Linked DNA regions of Mus musculus: region 1 is linked to region 2. A link is a contact called in public Hi-C data. All regions are on one chromosome and are shown on one strand. Each heading gives the region's core, a stretch centred on a gene start, on an enhancer-like site or on the middle of the called end of the contact. The rest is flanking DNA. Distances are from core to core; before and after follow the strand shown.

Region 1 (4,345 bases), core at 1,142-3,641, 160 kb before region 2:
TTATAAGGAAACTTTCTCCTGTGTTGTTTCTGCTGTTACTAGGAAACTTTTTCATGTCTAAGTTGATTACATATTCTGTTACGTTTTGTGCCCTAGGAAATCAGTCACGATAGTAGTCAGTAGAACTGCGTTATGTAGTTATTACCCATAATAAGCTTGGACCTGAACCACCCACCCAGCAGCACTTCCTGCACCTGTGTATAAGCTTTTATGATATTTGCATTCACAAGCTGCCCCTGGGATGGACCCCAACATAAGAGAGACACCTGCACCAGTATAAGAAACTATTCGAAATAAGACTTCCATTTTGACTAGGGGTCGAGTAAAGTTTAAGTTCCCAAGACCTCCCTGGAAACTGACATCCTACTTGGCAGAAAGAGAAACGACCATGGGTAACTAACACCCTGGCTGGCAAGTTAAGGCATGAATATTAGACAAGTCCCCTGCCACAGTTGAATACCCCAACCAATGGGAGCAAGATAAGTGTACAGCAAGGACATGTTCCAAAGGAAATCCCCTAGTCCTAAATCCAGATTGGTGGCATAACTTGGCATAGATGTTTGTTGATTTTAGGCTTAAAAACCCTATAAGATCTTAACTCAATGTCACAGTTGAGTTCCTGAGCCCGAATCTTGGCACTAATCAATCCGTCCTGGGGCATATGCTCAATGAACTATCCCTATCTAAACTGAAATAGGTCTGTTTGTGAGACAACTCCTGGACACAAATACCATCTACCTTATCTTTTGAGGCAGGGTCTCTCACTGGGCATGAAATTCACCAACTGGGCTATACTGTCTGGTCAGTGAACCCCAGGGATTCACCTATCTCTACCTGCCCAGATCTAGGATTATATATACACACCACTACACCTGTGTCCTTTTTACTCCAATGACTGCATCTAACCGTAATGATTTATGTTACATAATTTTATATATAGTGGATAAAAACTCATGATCCTGAGATTCACCAGAGAAAACCAATTCCACCATTTTCAGCCAGATTTGAAAAAAAGTTATAGTAGATATTAAATACTGACCAAGAGACGGACTTTGGTCAGGACCATTTCCTGGAATTTCCCAGATAAATCCCCCAAGAAAAGTGTTGCAGGGGTTGATAAGACCAAACCTACAGGCCACTGTACTTTCCCAAGGGGTGTTGTTATTTTCCAAAGAACTACAATTCCCAGCATTCCAAGAAGTTACTGGGTCCTTGGGCAGGTGGGGCTTATTGGTTAATTTTGAGCATTACACAACATATTTAATGATATATCATAACACAACATATTTAATGACCTAAGACTATGAGGACGAAATACTTTTTAGCATATTAGCTATATAAAATACAGTTATGAGTTTTTCCATCAAGACCTATCCACCACATGTTGCACATTTTGTGTTAGGTGTATCCCTCCCCAAGTATCTTCCTATGAAACAATGAGAAAAACATGCAATGTTTTCACCTGGCTCTTTTTTTCTCTTTTCTTTTCTTTTCTTTTCTTTTCTTTTCTTTTCTTTTCTTTTCTTTTCTTTTCTTTTCTTTTCTAAAAAAGATTTATTTATTTGTTTGTTTGTTTATTTATTTATTATATGTGTGTACACTGTAGCTGTCTTCAGACACTCCAGAAGAGGGCATCAGATTTTTGTTACGGATGGTTGTAAGCCACCATATGGTTGCTGGGATTTGAACACAGGACCTTTGGAAGAGCAGTCGGTGCTCTTAACCGCTGAGCCATCTCACCAGCTCTTTTTTTTTTTTCTTTATGTCTGTCTGTCTGTATTTATTTATTTTTATTAGCTATTTTCTTTATTTACATTTCAAATGTTATCTCCTTCCCTGGTTTCCCCTCCAAAAGCTCATATTCCCTCCCTCTTCCCCCCGCTCCCCAACCCACCCACTGCTGCTTCATGGCCCTGGCATTCCCCTATATTGGGGCATAGAACCTTCACAGGATCAAGGGCTTCTCCTCCCATTGATGACAGACTAGACTAGGCCATTCTTTGCTACATATGCAGCTAGAATCAACAATATGAACTAACCCCCAGAACTCCCTGGGATTAAGCCACCAACCAAAGAAAACACATGGTGGGCCTCACCTGGCTCTTTATGTGGGCTCTGGAGAGTGAACTCAGGTCCTCTCGCTTGCAAAGGAAGTACTTTCTGACAGAGCCATCTCCCAGCCCCCCACAATGTATTATGCATTTTATAGGTTTAAGAAAACGGATACAAACTAGTTGGCCCACACGGTTGGCAAGGACAGCTCCTCTGTCCCTATTTTTAATCTCTAGTTCCCACTAGTTCTTTTTTTTTCTTTAATCTTCCCTTGTATTTTATTTGCTAAGGAAACCAGATAGTTTTTATCTTGCAGGGTTGTCTACAGTGTGTAGCCTGCTGATTCACCCCAGTGTTGCTTCCTTTTCTCCTCTGGCCTCTACATTTCCTTAAGTTGACTTAGCTGTGAGGAGAAGCTTTGTAAATAGTCATAAATGGTGCTAGGGTCCCAGGGGCCTCAGCCAAGGGGCAGGTTTTTTTTTTTTGTTGGTTTTTTTTTTGTGTGTGTGTGTGTGTGTGACAGTAGCAGTTTTTGCTTAATTCATTAGGGGCTGTGAAGGTGTGTTGCTGTAGTTGACTAAAGCTACTCAAATGAGTTCCTCGCTACCGGCCCCAGTGCTCTGGATTCCTGAATGAAAGACACACACACACACACACACACACACACACACACACACACAGCCTTCTATTTAATATGCCTTAAACAGTTCAATGACTGAGCTACTCCCAGACTTCCACGTTGCTAATGCCTCCCCTCCAATACTCCTAAGTTATTACTTCCTAAAATCTATAGTCCATCTTTGTTACCCTAGACCAAACGGGGGAGTGGGTGGAGGGAGTCCTGGGGCCATTTTCCCTAGGCTCTTACATGATTGGTGTGCTCTCTCTTCTGCAGCTCTCAAGCCTGGATCTTATTCCTTTCCCAGCATGGTGATTCTCCTTTCTCCTTGGTCCCCTTGCCTCTGATTCCTAAAGTCCTGCCTCTGTTTCCCTGCCCAGCCATTGGCCGCTGGTAACTTTATTTTCAAATCAGAACCAACTGGGGGCAGGGGCTCTCAGCATCTTACATTCAGATTCTTGTGCAATTTTGGGAACCCAAATAACGTAATGAAAGTGTTAGACCAAATCCACAAGAGAGGTGAATGTCCCTTCTTCACAGGTCACCCAACACTTCTGTGAGACACACTTGCTCAGAAAAGCAGGAGATGAGGGGTGGGTGAGATGGCTCAGTGGTTAAGGCAGCTGCTGTTCAAACCAGATGACCCAAGTTCATTCCTTGGGGCCCACCCAAGGGAGCAAGGAGACACAGAGTTGCCCTCTGACATCACATGTATGCCCACACATCACACACATACACATCAATGTGTGTATTAATAGTTAAGTAATTTTAATAATAAGTAATTTTTAAGTGACAAAAAAAAGGTGAAGAGCAGTCTGTGCTGCACACCTGTGATCCCACCATTGGGGACACATGGTGCACTGCACACCTCTGACCCCACCACTGCACACCCGTGATCTCACCACTGGGGAGGATGAGGCACAGAGCAGCCATCTCAAAATAAAAAGCAGGAGTGCTTCATTCTCTCATTTATAAACTGTTTTGTTGTTGATTGGTTGTGTTTGGTTTTTACACAAGTGTACTGTTTTATTGGCAACTCTGGTTACCAGTAATGTTTTAGGTATAAAGAAACGAGGTAAATAGATTTGATGCATTTAAGATTCGATGTACTTAAATAGACTTGATACATTAAATAGATTGATACATTTGATACATTTACATTTGAAACAGCTTAACTTTAAGATGCATAAATTTGCTGACAGCAAACTCAAACAGATCTGCCTGCCTGTCTCTCAAGTGCTGGGATCAAAGGCACCACCTCTCCAGGCACTGTAGTTGTTGTTTTTGTTGCCATGGGAATCACTCAGTCTTTGACCCCTGGCTAGTTACTGAGTCCTTCCAGTTGATTTAAGCCCACCATCTTCCTAGCCACATGGCATGACAAGATGTCTCAGGCCTGGCTTCTTCACTTCTTATTTAGACTTGGCTCAGTCCATTTCAGGCAACGCTGTTGCTATTTTTAGTGAAAATGAGTATTTTAATGCCAGGCCTGTGTCTTTGTTTCTTCTCCCATGGCTGTGATAAAATACTCAGACGAAAGTGGCTTTAAAATGAGATGATGCATTTGGCTTGCCATCCCAGCTTACAGTGCATCATGGTGGGAAGCCATGACATCCGAGGCTTGAGCATTACATCATCACAACCATAGTCAAGGAGCAGAGAAAGACAATCCAT
Region 2 (4,413 bases), core at 1,838-4,337:
GCAGTTTTTGTGTTTTCTTATATTTTATTTTGTTATAATTTTTAAATGAATGGTTTAATTCATTCATTCATGAAAACCTAGCCACTAGGGTAAAGGTTAATAACTGAACTGTTGTGTATACCTGCTGGGAGAGTAAAAAAATTACTTTCTCCAGGGGAATGACACTGGGCATGTCAACTACTCCAGGGCAGGCCTCATGTTCAGGAGAAGTTGACCAATATGTAATACACTCCACAGTCCTTTGCGTGTGCTTTTATTTGGTTACAGTTGGTCATGGTTTGTTGTTGTTGTTATTATTGTTATTGTTGTTGTTGTTGTTGCTGGTTGGTTGGTTGGTTGGTTGGTTGGTTTCTTTTTGTTATTTCTTTTTAGGTGGTGTTTTATTCTGTCTTCTTGATCTTAGGGGATTTTTATTGTTGCATGTGGCTTTTGTTTGTGTTTTAAGAAAGAAGTTAAAGGAGGGGTATGAGGGGAGAGCATCTAGAAGGGCTTGAAGGAGGGAAAGAATATAATCAAAATATATTTAAATTTAAAACAGTTTTGATAATAAAAAAGAAATAAAAATAATTACCACTGGACCTGATTTGCTTTTTTTAGAAATTGTTGTTTGCTATTCTTATTCATTACAGGTGATGCCTCTCCTTTGCATATCGTTGAGCTGAAAGTTTTGGTGAAACTCAAGATAAGGGGCTGCTTTCTCTTGAGCTGAGGAATTCAAAGTTTCCTCTTTTGTAAACTCCACCCATAATGCAAAGCAACTGTACTGATGTGAGCTGTGCAGATTTTAGCACCTTATGTCAAGGCTTGGTAGCCAGCTTCAGAGTTCCCTATGAACATGGAAGTATGGGTGTGAGCTCCTGAGCCCACAGCAAAACCTGCACCGGGTCACAGTCTGAGGAGAGAGATCAAGAGGGATAACAATCATGTCCAGGATCCAGAGTTGCCCTGGGTGGGTAAACAGAAGCAGGAAGGGCTCAGTGCCCCTGCAGTGGCCTTTCAGAGAAGTCTCACCAAACTGCAGTTACTTCTGTTTCCCTCTTTTACACAGAGTAGATGGTATTTACAGTTGACCAAAGTTTTTACCTTCCCCTCTCTTTGATGCCCACTTGGACAGAGCCTCTTGGTTTTTTGGTTTTTTTTTTACCTTAAATTATTGTTGCCAGAAAAAAAAAAAAAAATGAAGCTGACCTTTATCTTTGTTGTCCACATAGGCAGCCACGTCTCTTTCCAGGGAGTCCTTGTCTCCCTGAGAGGTCAGGGTCAGCATTGACTGGCACAATTATTTGTTTGTTTTCTTTTAGTGTTGAGAATAGAACCCAGGGTCCTGAACATGTCAGGCAAGTACTATACCACAAAGATGCACCCCCAGCCACCACTGTCGCCACCATCACCATATCATCATCATCATCACCATCACCACCATTGTCATCATTGTTGACATGACCTCATTGTCATCACATCACCACCATCATCATCGTCATCAACTTCTCCCTGTCTAGCTTACGAAAGAATGAGACTCAGACTGGTAATTTTATTTGACTTCAACAATTACTGGGGGGTAAACCCCTAATCTACTTTTTTAACTGCCGGCCTCGCTACCTCCCTAGTGATGTACCCCCAAACACTTGCTGTTTCTCTTGACCATGTGCTCATGGTGCATCTCCACTCATGGCAGCTTTCTCTCTCTGCTGTCTGTCCATCTTCCTTCCTCTGCAGCCCCTAACCAGGCAACTCAAATTCTTTTCACCTCCTATTCCTCCAGTAATTGGCTGTAGTCATTTTTAGGGAGGAATAAGGACAGCAACCAAACCACAAAACCTTCAGCCCAAAATGTATCCTGCCTACAAGATGTGCAGGGACAAAGATAGAGCAGAGACTGAGGGAATGGCCAATCCATGGCTGCCCCAAATTGAGACCAATCTCTGACACTATTAATAATACTCTGTTAGGCTTACATAGCCTAGCATAACTGTCCTCTGAGAGGCTCCACCCAGGAACTGATGGAAAGAGAGGCAGAGACCCACAACTAATATTAGATGGAGCTCGGGAAGTCTTATGGAAGAGGTGGAGGAATAATTGAGGAACCCAAAAAAGACAGATACTCCACAAGAAGACTAACAGAATCAACTAACATGGACCTTTGGGGGCTCCCAGAGACTGAACCACCAACCAATGAGTGAGCACAAGCTGGACCTAGGGCCTCTACCCATATGTAGCAGATGCTCAGATTGGTCTTCACATGGGTCCACCAACAACTGGAGGAGGGACTGTCCCTGAATCTGTTGCCTGCCTACAGGAGCCTAGCATAACTCTCTTCTGAGAGGCTCAGAGCATCCAGCAGCCAATGGGAATAGTTTTAAATTAAGGAATAAGGTTTGAACAACAAAAGCTGGTAAAAATGAGAATTCACTTAGAGGCAACTAGATCCTTGGGTACCAAATTTAGCATTACAATACATAGCTGCAGACCAGACCTCAACAATTCCCCTTCTTGTCTCAATAAAAAGGCTCTTTCTCTTATAATAATAAACAACATACAGTAGGAACAATTGTGAATTAATTATGAAAATTATTAGATAAGAGTTATATTCAAAAAGTCCAGTCTGTTTGTATTTGGCAACCCAATGAAGCTTGAGACCAGGATAGAACAAGGAGTGAAGTATCAAAGGGACAGCTGGAGTGTAGAGAGAGGGGCAAGGTAGCAGTGGAAAGAGAAGGGGTGAGAAGAGACAGACAGAGAGAGAGAGAGAGAGAGAGAGAGAGAGATCAAGGGAGTCTTTCTTTATATATAGGTGATGACATAATCACAGGTAAAGGTGAGAGGTGAGCCAAGTGGATTCTGGGAATATGGTGGCTATTGCCTTGGCAACAGGTCTTGGGGTCCCTCTTATATGATGTCACGGGTTTCAGAGGTCCTGATACCAATATACCTCCCTTCTTGTTATTATAAGGAGAAGAGAAAACAAGGGAGGGGGAAGCTGATGGTGAAAAGGGAACAAAGGCGTTGTGTCTCTTAAGCTGCTTCCTGCTGTCTAGGAGCGTCATCAATTTGGGGGTGTAGTTGACTTTCACCATCGGGATTCACTTGGTAAATATTTGCATCAGGTTCCTCTGTGGACAGAGGTTCTTCTGTGGGCAGCCGCTGGTAATCCTGTAACAGGAACTGATTCATAGTTTGCTTAGAAATTTTATGTATTTGTCATTGAAGGAATGTAGAAACAAGAATAATGAGGCAGAGAGCAAATAATAACACGAGGAGGATGACTAGAAAAGACATTAGAAAAGGGAGTATCCATGTCCATTTAGGGTTTTCAAAAATCCCAGAACTGGAGGTCTCACATTCCCTGAAATTCTTTATGTCTGACTGTAGCTCCTGGATTTTATTTCTTACTATCCCAGATTGGTTGACATAGAAACAGCATTCTTCTTGGAGGAACAGGCAAAGACCACCTTCTTTAGCTGTCAGGACATCTAGCCCCTTTCAGTTCTGAAGCACCATGGCTGTCAAAGAATCTATCTGTTTCTGGATAGTAAGCACAGTTTCAGTCATTTCTTGAAGATCACTTTTAAACTGGAAAGTGAATGTATCACATTGGATCATGGAAGTTGTTATCTCTGCAACTCCAGTACCAGCACCTATGGCTATTCCCATAGTGACCAAGAGAGGCACGACCTGAACTGCCCTCTTATGTTGAGCAGCTATCATACCTCAAACTGGGATTGGCAGGGACTCATTACCCTGGATTACTCCCACTTCAGGGAAAAGGAGTATCAGCGTGCAAACTCCTGACCAGCTGGCAGGTAGGTGATGATATGCCTGAGTACCACAAAGAATTGACGTGTTCTGGACTGCAGGGCATTGTGGCAGAGATGAAATATCAAGGGTTGTAGTTCTATTGCATTTTAAGACCTCCAGGGAGCTCAGCGTTCCTACAGAATGAGTCCTGGAGGTCTTAAAACAGTTTGCCACGCCAAAGAGAAGGATGGAGGTAAGGAATGGAGTCATGGCAACATTGGAGTCAGGGCAGCTGACAAAGGATGAGGTGAGGTTACTTGGCAGTATCACCAGAAATGCTGTAAGTAACAATTGTGAGGTAGTTCCAGAGGGTACACATAACCAGCAATCTTTAAAGTGTCCAGGTCTGGTGACATTAAGGAGTTGGTATGCTGAGGTTAAGGTCTGAAGCAAAAGGCAAAATGACAAGGTAGTGCCATATATAAGGGGTGACGTCACAGAGGTAAGGACCTCGGAGGAGTGTTTGATTATCTCCCCTACTTTTTCGATATCTAGGGGTTGGGCAGTTGAGACATACTTTCTCTGGATATGAATAGTGCTTACTGGGGACCTGGGCTGACTTTTACGGTAGAGCTTACCAGCAACTCCTGTCTTCCCCTTGGAATCCCATGGGTCTTG

The links. A called contact is a pair of places that touch in the nucleus more often than the background predicts.
Region 1: a Hi-C map of bone marrow-derived macrophages shows a contact between it and region 2, with 2.7 times the contacts expected there. The contact joins two enhancer-like sites. A contact is called at or near these places in 1 of 39 promoter capture datasets (macrophages), 1 of 484 Hi-C or Micro-C datasets (bone marrow-derived macrophages), 1 of 115 datasets of contacts at active chromatin or transcription factors (the HPC-7 cell line) and 1 of 9 other capture datasets (macrophages).

The regions. Positions count from the first base shown.
Region 1 is chr17:48,340,102-48,344,446 of GRCm38.p6, reverse strand. No RefSeq gene overlaps it. Among named protein-coding and RNA genes, the nearest start is that of Trem2, 4.1 kb to the left of the region's middle. Within about 2 kb of position 2,391, at least 12 of the 459 cell types and tissues checked have an H3K27ac peak or open chromatin away from gene starts, as enhancers often do. A contact at or near this core is called in bone marrow-derived macrophages, where this site is marked.
Region 2 is chr17:48,184,090-48,188,502 of GRCm38.p6, reverse strand. No RefSeq gene overlaps it. Among named protein-coding and RNA genes, the nearest start is that of A530064D06Rik, 19 kb to the right of the region's middle. Within about 2 kb of position 3,087, at least 41 of the 459 cell types and tissues checked have an H3K27ac peak or open chromatin away from gene starts, as enhancers often do. A contact at or near this core is called in bone marrow-derived macrophages, where this site is marked.